Regions from separate parts of the Sus scrofa genome. Here region 1 is linked to region 2. Evidence: chromatin contacts called from public promoter capture Hi-C data. All regions are on one chromosome and are shown on one strand. The core of a region is the stretch at or near the end of the contact, and the rest is flanking DNA. Distances in the headings are between cores, read along the strand shown.

The links. Promoter capture Hi-C pulls out the DNA fragments that hold promoters and counts their contacts.
Region 1: a promoter capture Hi-C map of fetal skeletal muscle shows a contact between it and region 2, with 3 times the contacts expected there. The contact joins the promoter of ZNF239 here to the promoter of RASSF4 in region 2. A contact is called at or near these places in 1 of 5 promoter capture datasets (fetal skeletal muscle) and 1 of 2 datasets of contacts at active chromatin or transcription factors (alveolar macrophages).

The regions. Positions count from the first base shown.
Region 1 is chr14:92,185,016-92,191,172 of Sscrofa11.1, forward strand. It overlaps ZNF239 (zinc finger protein 239), which reads left to right and starts at 4,810. Exons shown (of 3, transcript XM_021073009.1): 1 at 4,810-5,871. It also overlaps the pseudogene LOC102167823.
Region 2 is chr14:91,134,947-91,140,942 of Sscrofa11.1, forward strand. It overlaps RASSF4 (Ras association (RalGDS/AF-6) domain family member 4), which reads right to left and starts at 3,547. Exons shown (of 11, transcript NM_001243337.1): 1 at 3,431-3,547.

The DNA of each region.
Region 1 (6,157 bases), core at 3,560-6,059, 1.1 Mb after region 2:
CTAAAGCAGGGGCAAAACATCCTCCATAGTGCCTCTGTCTCCAAAGGCATGTCACTAATAACCACTGCCACCCAAAGGTCAATGAGAACAGCACAGCTAACTTTCATTGCCCAGCGTAGTGATAAGCACCTTCCACATGTTATTATTTCATAAAGTCCTTCACAGCAGTCCTCACAACATAAATTCCCTGAAAGGGACAAGTATTGTGAGCTTCATTTTATGAAGGAGGAACTCGGGGCTTAGTGACTGATAAACTTGTTCACGATGGTGCAGTTTTCTTTTGGCAGAAGCTTTGTTTAAATCCAGACAGTCTCATCCACAGCCCCTGTTTTTAGCTGCTCTGTTTTGGCTCCTAAAATGGAGAAGGTGTGAATTTTCACTGAAGATGAAGGAAAAGAGAGAAGACAGAGGACAGGGTGAGCCAGAAGGGGCTGGTCAGGACTCCCCCTGTTGAGGACCTTTGGGCAGCTGGCTTCAGATCCTTTCTCTCTGTGGGAGCTGACTGAGTTCAAGGCAGGGCTTAGCCCATCTTTTGGATTAGCCTACAGGAAGGCAATTGCTCACTTAGAATATGTCAAGGAGTTCCTGGAAGCATACCCCTCCTCTAGGGTTGCCAGATAAAATACAGGATGTCCAGTGACATCTGAACTTCAGGAAAAAAACACTGCAAGGACACCTATTGTTTTTTTAATTATTCACCATTTATCTGAAATTCAAATTTAGCTAGGCATATTGTATTATTGTATTTTCATTTGCTAAACCTGGCAACCCAAGCCTCTTTGCCCCATATAGATCTTTAAAAAAAAAAACAAAACAAAAACTCTGATGGTTGTATAGCTACAATAAAATTCACTGAGTTAAAAAAAACAAATCTCTATTATCCCAGTGTAACATCTAAAAAGCCACAATTTTTGTTTAAAGATTTCTAGATCTTTAGGGATACCGTATGACACATTTATCCTTGGATTGAGAGGATACATTTTAAGTTGTTATCTACACATTAGTGTCCTTAGTTGGCTGTGCCCAACATCTTTCAGAAAGTCAACATGTGGAGTGTGAATAAAGGTGAGAAGTGTAGCAATGGCACACAATGAGGGAGAAGAGGCCGATGAGGGAAGAGAGAGGGTTCATAATGCTGAAAACCCACTGAAACTCTCCTTATCCCCAGTGCAAGTGGAACTCTGAAGAGAAACAGCATCCCTGTGACAAGATACACAGAATATACTCAATGAGTGCTCCTGAATGAAAAAGGGCAGGAGGAGCTCCTGTCATGGCTCAGTGGTAACAAACCCGACTACCAACCCATCCTCAGTGGGTTAAGGATCTGGCATAGCTACGACCTGTAGTGTTGCTGTGGCTATGGCGTAGGCCGGCAGCTGTAGCTTTGATTTGACCCCTAGACTGGGAACTTCCATATACTGCAGGTGTGGCCCTAAAAAGCAAAAAATAAATAAATAAATAAATAAATAAAAATGCAGGAATGATGCTGAGTTGCTTCTAGCAGCACTTGCACTATAATGATGAGTTTTTCTAGCCCTTCGGCCATCTTTCCTGGACCCTAGCAAGGGAACATCAAGAGCTCATCATTACTGGGCGAGATTAACTTCCCTCCTCTCTCCCCTCCTGTCTGGGTGCACCTGAACAATTCTCTTTTCTCTGGGCCTCAATTATCAGTCTGAAAGGTGAAGAGAGCTGAACAAGACTCTCCCAATCAATCACCTCCATTTCTACAGTTTTTGAGGACATCCTGGTAACAGGTCAGATAATAGAGCTGCAGACATTCTTGTAACTCAGAGATCCAAGAGATCTGGAAGGAAAGAGCTCTGTGAGCCCCTGCTCCAGTCAGGAGCCAAACGGGTTGAAAAAGGGCTCAAATCTACACAAGAGCCCTGGACTCCCTTTTCCAGCTCTAACTGTGGTTTCTCCAGCTTTCTCAGGAGTCCAGCATGGCCAGGTCTGCATCTGCCACTACGCAGCTTGGTCTGGGGCACTTCTGGGTTGGAGCAATCACCCCAGCAGGCTGGACTGGGAGGTGGGGCCCAAGGGGTCCAACAGAAAATCCTCTCCTCATCTCTAGCCTGACCTGTTCCAACTGTGATGTGCTGAAAAGATGAGATGAAAAATGTGCTACAGTGGAAGTGACCCAGTTCAATACCCAAGGTGCTGGGTTTGGACACTGGCTCTGCCATTTAGTAGTAGCAGGACCTTGGGCAAGTCACTGCCTCTCTCTCACAGCCTCTGTGCCTTCCTTTTAAGAAGAGTGAATGAGGAGTTCCCGTCGTGGCACAGTGGTTAACAAATCCGACTAGGAACCATGAGGTTGCGGGTTCGGTCCCTGCCCTTGCTCAGTGGGTTAACGATCCGGCGTTGCCGTGAGCTGTGGTGTAGGTTGCAGACGCGGCTCGGATCCTGCGTTGCTGTGGCTCTGACGTAGGCTGGTGGCTACAGCTCTGATTGGACCCCTAGCCTGGGAACCTCCATATGCCGCGGGAACGGCCCAAAGAAATAGCAAAAAGACAAAAAAAATAAAAACATTAAAAAATTCTTTAAAAATTAAAAAAAAATAAAAAAGAAGAGTGAATGAGGAAGAACCCCTACTGCACAGTGCTGTTCATAGGCAAGGATGAACACTGGGCCACGAGCCCAAAGCAGATCACCCAGGAAGAAAGAGAAGTGCCTCCACCTTTAATTCTGCATGTCTCCTAAGGGCTTCCCAGATAGACTTAAGGACTCAGATGCTCCCTGACTAGTGCTCCTCCCAAGACCTTAACACACAGAAGATATAGCCCCCAAATGAAGATCTCCCAAGTTCTTACAGAATGAAAATTGATAACACAGAAGAGAGAAGGGAATGCCCTCATGTGTGAGGAAGGGGATAAGATTCAGGGTACAAACGGAGAGTTTTCTTTCTTTTCTTTCCCCCTCCCCACTCCCCCAGCCTACACCACAGGCACAGCAACCCAGGATCCAAGCCACATCTGAGACCTACATCACAGCTTGCAGCAACACCAGATCCTTAATTCACCAAGCGAGGCCAGGGATTGAACCCGCATCTTCATGGATACCATGTCCGATTCTTAACCTACTGAGCTACAATGGGAACTCCAAGTTTTCTTAAATAGAAACTGGGGCGGTTCATTCAGAATGGAAGGTAGAAAAAATAGGCTCCAGTGGAAAGAGGTGGGCAGATGTGCTTGTGTGAGGGTATAAAAGTTCTCTCTTCTCAGAGAAAGCAAGGGTCATCAGCTGTGATTGAGATGAGAGAAGTAGTTATTGGAGGCTTGAAGAAAGACGAGAAACTGTGAGATAGTCATTTAGGAGAATGAATGAACTAAGAAAGTGTAATGGGATAATTGAGCAGCACTGACGGCCCACTTGACCTTAGCAGTCATAAACTGAAAGTGAGACCAATCACCAGAGCCATATTTTTCTCAGGACACATCTGCTACACAGGTACAGGTGTGAAATAGGCAAGGAGTTGGATTCAACTAGATTTGATATTTTATCAGGAAAATAAAACCAAGGAAGATAGGAGCAAGACACTGATCATAATTATGAGCCACTCCCTCTAAATTGGGTGGGGTGGAAAATGAGAACATAAAGGCGTGAGAGTCAGGGCAAGAGTGATGGGATGGATAGGGAAGATTTAGGGGAACATCAGGTCCCAGAGAGATCTTTTGTTCCCCAGACCAAAGGCAGGAGAGCACCTCCGAGGAGGAGGCTCTCCAAATGTGGTAGGCCCTCTAAAATATCCACGTTAATCCCCAGAAACCATGAGTGCTACCTTATAGAGCAAAAAGGGATTTGTAAATGTGACAAAATTTAAGATCATGATGTGGAGAGATTGTTTTGGATTAACCAAGTGGGCCTGATGTAATCACATGTAGTTAGTTCTCTGGAAGAGTCTGCACCAGAGAAAGTAACTATCAAGCTACCTTATTAACTTCAAAGGAAGCAGAGATTGGAGTCATATGCTTTGAAGACGTAGGAAGAGATCACAAACCAAGGAACATAGACCATGAATTACCTTGAGAAAGGCAAGGAAATAGATCCTCCTCTAGAACCTCCAGAAGAACCCAGCAGTGCTGACACCTTGACTTTAGTGCAGTGAAACTGATTTCAGACTTCCGACCTCCCAGAACTGTAAAAGATGAAATTTGCGTCTGTGATACGTCACTAAGTTTATGGTAATTTATTACAGCAGCAACTGGAAACTACACCAAGAAGGGGAGAGACAAAGACGAGAGGACTAGAAAACAGCTCTTTCATCTCCAGGATTAATCTGAAGGGAAAGTATTCCAGAGAGACCAAGTGAGCATCCCTGTGTCATTCAGTGAGGGGTGAAAACAATGGAGAAGCCACTGAGGAGAATTTTGGTGCCATTCCCTTGAAGGCATTAAGAACTAAAAGGGCCTCAGAGAGAAAGGTTTCTGTGTAATCTATGATACACAGTACTATCAAATTTTACAAATCAAACTGCAGGCCTCTATATACAGCATGACCTCATTTTTGTTTTCAAAAAGCATATTTGTATAAGCCGCTAAATGAATGAACTTCTGATTTTTGAAGGAGAGGAAAAAATTACGGGTAATGTACATTCTTTAACCCCATTAGCGCTTTAATAAAACGAAAATACACTTTAATGAGTATTCCTAAAATAATTCTTATGCGTTTATAATTTAAAACACACAGACGCACTAACACGGATAACTCCAAGGAACCAGACGCAGACCTCAAACAACCGCGAAGGGCACTGGACGGAGCTCGTGATACTATCCTCCCACGCCGCGCCGCGCTAGGTCCCAGGGCGGCGCCGGAAGTGGGCGTGGTCCGCCCGCGGCTTTCTGGGACTTGTAGTTCGGCACATAGGCGCGGGTGCGGGTCAGTGTTGCCAGTGTTGCGAATCTTGCGCTTCCAGGTGTCCGACTCCAAGTGGGAGGTGAGAGCTGTCTGGCAGAAGGCGCAGCCCGGAGCAGCCCGCAGCGAAGCATCTGGCTGTCTAGTTGTGGGAACGCTGCGGGGCAGGCGCTGGACCGCAGGGACCCGGAAGCCTGGCGGGCGGCCGTGGGAGGGCGCGCGCCCTGGCGGAGATGAGAACGCGGGCCGCACGTGTGCCCACGCGCTTCGGCCGCTGCTGCGTTCCCAGGATCGGCGGCGATCACCTGAGACCAGGCGGCCCCCACTGCTGAGCCGCCCGCGGTTCCGAATGGCCCTCCTCTCGCCTGCCTGAGCTCCGGCCTCGGCTGGCCTGGGAGCTTCGCAGTTGGCCATACCGGCCTTTTCCACGCCGGTGACTGGCCCTACTCGAAGGAGATTTTCGGTGGACGTTAAGGGACCGAGAGGGGGCCTTTGAGGGACTGAAGTTTCCATCCCCACAGCCCTGTCCTCGGTGAAAAGAGAGTGCGTCACAGGCCGTGCACCCCAGAAACGAGTCAGGCCGTCAGGTGTCGGGCAGCCGAAATCTCTCCGGAGAGGCGATACATCTAACCCGACAGCTCCTACTGCTCTAACTAGAACTTGAGGGCAAAAAAATCCGCGAAGCCTGGGGAAATGGGCACATCTTAAGAGCTGCTGGGAAGGATGGGAATTTCTTACCCTGGTGGGTTTGCGGGGGAGGCTTGGCATATTTGATCCGAAGCCCAGTGGAGAGAGGTGAGGGAGGTGCAGCATGGAGAGACAGGAAGGGTACCCCAGCAGAGGGTGTATGAAGGAAGGTTGCAGGAGCTGAGTAACTTTTTTCCTACAGTCTTGCTGGATTGGCTTGTCTGTGTCCTGCAAAGTGGACGTGATTTACATGGATTTTTCGCTTTCCCTAACTCTACCTTTCCAGGAGTCTGTCCTTGCTGACAAGAGGAAATGACCGAGTTCCAGGTGAGTTGGAGTTTTTCTTCTCTGAGACTGGAAATACTTTCCTTTCCTTCCTCTCCTTTCCTTTCTTTTCTTGGGAAGGACATCAGGATTAACTTGAGTGCCTGTCTGGTGTCAGGTCCCGTCTTGGTTCTCTATGTTTTTTCTTTTTATTGTCATACTTCAGCGTGAGACATAAAACATCTTATAAACATGAGTGTAAGAACATTAAGATACTAAGAGCGTATGGTTATCAAATGATGTCATCAGGGTCTGCACAGAAAACATGCGACTTTAAATTCCACCTCAG
Region 2 (5,996 bases), core at 2,297-4,796:
TGTCCTCCCTCCTCCACCATTGCTACTCTGGCTTGGCCACACCCTCCACACCCCAGCCCGAGTGGCCAGGAAGCCCGGGGAGTCGTTGTACACAGCCTAGTTGGAGGTAATGGTGGCCCAGGGAGAGCAGGAGAAGCTGCTGTAGAGCCACTAGGCACCTCCATTCGCTGCCTCCCCCGGTCCACCCTCTGACCGCAGCTGACCTTTAATATATCTTCCCCACCCCTTGAGGTCCTGGGCTTCCATCAACGTCTGCCTGAGCCCATTCCAGCACCCAGGCCTCCCTAACACCATCGCCCTTCCTCTGAAGAGCCTGGCCCTCTGCACAAGGCAGGCTGGCCCTCCTCATGAGCTTTCTGAGAGCCCCCAGCTAGACCCAGTGCGGTGCTCAGACCCCTGCAGCCAGATCTCTGGTTTATGCCCTTGCTTTCAAGGCCTGGCAACCTGGGGCAAGAAAGCCTTTTCAATCCACCCGTTCCCCTTGCGTGTGAGAGTGCACACATACACACACACACACACACACACACACACACACACACACACACTCCGTGGCCCCATGGGAGTCTCCCTCCCGACTGGGCTCGCATGTTGCCTATGGAAGAGGGGATCTAGGGAAACAGGAATCCTCTCAGCCATACTGAGTACCTGAGCCAAACAGGAACTCAGAGTGACCACTGGCCCATATCCACTGGCCCATATTCTGACCGCCAGGGGCTGGAGGGGAAGGCCCTCCGAGTGCTAGGTGCTGGCTGCTGCAGGCTGCACTGGTGCTCTCTAAGGCTGCCCCTCCCCCTCTCCCACTTCTCCCTATCTCCCAGCAAGTGCTACACACTGCATCAGACCTGTGTGCCCATGAAGCTGCTGGAGGTAGTTCCTGGGAGACACAGTTCACTCTCAATATTCTGGGTCACAGAGCCCTTTGGAGTCTCTTGCAAGCTTAACATATACAGCCCCCGAAAAGTGCCCAGTGTGGGTGAGTGTGCACATGTGCACACACTGAATTTGCATACCATTGTAGGGGGATCAGGAAGCCCCAGCTCCTGTGCCCCTGGATCCCCAGGTCCCAGGTTAAGAACTGCTGAAATGTGTCACAGCAAGAGAGATGAGGCAAAGGGCATCCTAGACAGAAGTCTGGATGTGAACTTTTCTGGGGTATCAACTTTGCATGTGATGCCAGCATGTTGTGCCATTTCTCGGGCCTCGGTTTACCCAGGATTGTACTGGCAGCCAGTTTAGAGTTTCTTCAGGTCTCGTCAAGCTCTGCAGCTATGGGGCTGTATGACAGCCTCATTATGCTCCCCCCTCAAGTTCAGGCAAGGCAAGGAGAAGGCGTTTCAAATCTCTCTCAGCAATGCATCTGGGACAGGAGGTCAGACACTCAGAAAAGGAGACTGAGCAAACTGCAAGTTCCCCTTTAACGAGAGTGAAAAATGTGCAGAAGCTTTGGGAAGTGCAGCCACTTCCCATTTGAATTTAATTTACTTTAAAACAACTCGACAACATTTTCTTCAGTGGATTCTGTGATAGGATAACCACTGGGCTTTGTAAGAATCTGAGTTTAAAACTCTGCTCTGGAATTCTTTAGCTATGTGACTTTAGGCAAGTCCCTTTCCTCTATGAAACTCAGGTTCCTCATGATTTGAATCATTGCTGTAAAGGTGAATGAGGAAACAGGTAAGATGGGACTCACATGGGATTCACCCACAGTAAACGGAAGTTCCCAATAGTTGTCATGGTGGGAGTCAGGAGCTCCAGAGAGACTGCGAGGCTCTGGAGATGACAATGTAGGAATCAGAGAGGATGATGGTTCTTGGCAAGAGAATGCGTGAGCCAGGGCATCTGGCTGAATTCATTCTCAAAACCAGGGTGCTTTCTGGTAGACCCTATAGTCAGAGTCTCCTCTTTGAGCCTTTGCATTTACAGGATCTGAATTATAGCACATGCTGGAGTTCTGTTCATGTTCTATTGTTATAGGTCATTGTCTAGTTGACCCTGACCCAGGGGGACCCAGGACCTTCACTCTGTTGTCAACCTCCAGACCACTCACTAGAGTCTCACATGGCTCCACATCCCAACTTTCACACCAACACTTTAATCCGTGGCCTCAATCTCACTTTTCCTGTAAAGTCTTGAACCACCGGCACCACACACAGAGAGGATAATGACAAAAACTAATGAAAATGTTCTGACACTTGAAATACACTCACTACAACTTCCAGCCAGCATTTTTTTTTTTTTGACCTAAGTTTAAGACATTCTTCTTCTCTTCTCTCCCTTCCCCTTCTCTCCTTCCCTTTTTCTCCTCTCCTTTTCCAAGCCTTCCTTCTTCCCTCCTTCACCCTAACAATGCCCACCAAATGGCAGTGGCTAAGGAATTACTCTGGGGAGCAGGAGGCAGGCAGGTCAGCAATTTAGTAGTTGTCTTTATTGTATACTCATGGCGTCTGGAAACAAATCTCGATCTTGCCATGAGCAGTTCAACTACAGACACTGACAATGAGGGCCTTTCTGCAAGTGCAAGTACATGGATTTGGAGTCCAATCTGCTTGGGCTCAAATTCCAGAATCCCTTATTTATTGTGATCATATTTAATTCCTCTGTGAAGTGGGACTACTAAAGCTCTCTAGATAGTGTTTTAAGGAAACCCTGGCTCTGTCCTGGCATTGATCCTCAAGTGAGAGAAGGCCCTCCCTCCCCCAGGGTTGTGCCGGATTAATAAAAACAGAAGCATTTCTTCTGAGTGGGAAGTCAGGACTGAGAGTCAGGAGCACAGGGGTGAGCAGGGTGGCTGGCAGGGTGAGCTCTGAAGTCAGTGGGTAAAATGAATGAGACCTGGCACAACAAGCCCTGGGTTACAAGGCTGACTCATCTGGGTAAAAGTGGACAATTCCGTAACATTTTAAGCCTCAGGTTTTCTCATCTGAAAATAGGGATAATCAAGGCTATGAGAAGTAGGTGTGATATTGTGCTAAAGCTCTTAGCACAGGTCTGGGAACAAATCAAATGTTCTATAAATAGCGACACTGAAGCCTTCTTTCTGCTATTATCTGGGTGTTCATGGTCTTCCATCCATGAAATCTGAGTTGTGCCAGAGACGCTGAGTCTTTCCCCCTAATTCTCAGATCAACGCTTCTAGGATACTGGCTAAGATGAGAGGCAAGGTGAGCAAAGATGTAGACTGCGCAGGATTTAGCTCCTAACGTGCCCTCTCCTTGGAGGAGGTGCATGGCACAGTGCCCACTCTCAGCATTGGGCCCGTGGCCCGGAATGCTCCAGGCTGGCAGAAGGAGGGGATTTTGCACGCGGCAGGCAAGGCGCACAAGTGCCCAGACTTAAGAGCTCCTGGCTGGGGAAAGTCCTGGGCTCAGGCGGTGGGGGGAAGTTGGTGCTCTGTGGACGCCCCGAACTCTCTTGCCCATGCATCACTCACCGTCCACTCATTGCGCTGTCCAGAAGCCGCTGCCAGTGCCTCGCCTCGCAGTCACCCGAGGTGCCTCCGCAGCGCCTACTGCCCTGTTCTCTCCAGCTTGGGGAGTCGGGCCCGCCCCTCCCCGCCCCTCGCCAGCGCCGGCCAATAGAGCTGCCCTATTGTTTCCTTTCCGTCCCGCCCCTCCCCGGCTCTTCCCGCCCCGCTCCGCCTCTCTCCCAGCGCAGGCCAATTGCGTAAAGTCTCCTTGTCCAGCCCGCCCAGCTCAGGGTACACAGAGGAGGGCGGGCTCCGGGCGGTGCCTCAGGAGCCGGGCAGAAGGTTTGGGGCGTGTAGGCTTTCCAGGGTGTCCCCTCGGGCGTACACTCCGGGAATTCCCGGAGACCCACTGAGGAAGCAGCTCGGATCGGTCGGGAGGGTCTGATAGGCGGGCCAAGGCCAGGGACCCTGGGGGAAATGACACCCTTGGATTTCCAACAAAGGTCGTGCAGGCCTCGCAATTACTAGTGTGTGTCTTGAGAGAGGAGGTTATCCGTCTGGAGCAATGTTAGTTTTTGCTCAAGGGCCACCTGCGTGCAATCCTACTGTTTGCTTGACGTGGCCTCTCGAAGCTCCACCGCTTTTAAGAAATCAGATTCTATGATGGTTGAAAGGAGATAACCTCCCAGTTAAGGCCTGCTGGAGGATTTGCTTGCAAAGAGGACAGAAGACCACAGGCCTTTTGGGGAACTCAGAATAGGTCAGTGATTCTGGGGTGTGGGGGCGACAGGGAAGGGGAAGAGGCTGATGGAAACATTTGCAATTTCTGTTTTATATCACTATTTCCAGTACTGACCTCAGATTTCCCCTCCCTTCCCCCATAAATAATTTTATTTTTCATAATTTTACTTTTCATTCAATCTGTAGTTCCTTTTTTTTTTTTTTTTTTTTGCTGTTATAGGGCCACACCTGTGGCGTATGGCTGTCTTAGACCTACACCACAGCTCAAGGCAACGCTGGATCCCCAACCCACTGAGGAAGGCCAGGGACCAAAACAAAGTCCTCATGAATACTTGTCAGATTTATTTCTGCTGCACCACAATGGGAACTCATGTAGTTCCTAATCCTTTGAGTCATGTGGACATTTTAGAGTCTGATATGGACCTTCTAGAAAAATGCAGCTGCCTACATAGGCAAAAATTAGCCCTAGATTTGTCTATGGGCCCTTGGAGCCCACTTGAGAGAGGCTGTGCTTATCATTGTTAGCGCTGCTGGATTTGGAGTAAAGAGATTGGGCTCTGCCATCTACTTCCTGCACGATCTTTTCATGTCGCAGTTGCTCTGGGTCTCAGTTTTCCCACCTGTAAAAATGAGGGAGCTAAAGGTGACCAGGCCATGGATCGTTCAGCTCTGGCTTTGCAGGAAATTGTGAAGAATGAATCATCCTCTGCCAGCTCAGGGCACCCCTGTGGTCCGGGTCCTCCAGCCCTCAAGAATGCTGATCTAACTGATACCATCTCCAGGGTGAGAACTAGCCTGGAATGATGATTGGCTTCTGGGAAGTCTGATGTATCCTGCACTCTCGTGGTGTGTCAGGCACTCTGCTAGGTGCTTTACGACAGGGATCCCACACAATGCCTTCAACATTCCTGGGGAGTAGGTATTACTACCCCCATTTTACATGGAACATAAGTGTCCAACATCACGTACCTCTAGAGAATCACCTTTTCCTTCAGTATTCAATGAAACTATGTTTGGCCTGGAGCTCACTTACAGTGGGTCTTGTGTATACCATTAGTTGCCAATCCAGTACCCATTCCCTTCTTTGCAAGAAAGAAAAAGAAGAAGGAAGGAAAGGAAAAGAAAAGGTAAAGTTGAGAGAGAGACAGAGAGGGAGAGAGCAAGAGTGGGCAAGTTGTTTGGGCAGCAATGTGCCAGCCCCTAGTGATGGATCACGACAATTTGTATTTTTCATACTATACTTCATGAAATTAAGTTAGAGCGTGAATTGACTAGTATTTTTTAAAATAGAAAACATCAGTATATAGAACACATAGTAAGTGTAAGTTGTATCTCATGAAACTTTTGTTTGCATTATATTTCAGTTATGTATATTAGGCTGTGATATAAAAAGCATCTCCCACTGTGGGGCACAATCAAAAAAGGTTGAAAGCCATCATCTAAGCATCTGAGTCAATCATGACAATCCTTTTCATGGCTTTTCCAGCTTCCTCTGAAACTAGAAAGGGTCACACGACCTACTTCTGAGCAAAGAGAGGATAGGTGTGCTGGAGGTGGGGAGATTTGAGGGAGAGTGAAGACAACTTTTGCTCTCCCGATAGAAGAAACGAATGAATACCACTTTGCCCTGCCTTTCTGTCTCAAATGTGGATGTAATGTGTAATGTCTAGAGCACTGGCAACAATATTAAGGTTATAACACAACATGTCCACATACTAAAGCTGGTGGAATACAAAGATAAAAGGAGTCTGGGTCTTCATTAACATTATGAAGCTGCTGCATAAGCTTCACCACCCTACTCTAGACTTCCTGCCATGGAGAAAAAAAAAACCCTATTTGTTTAAATCAG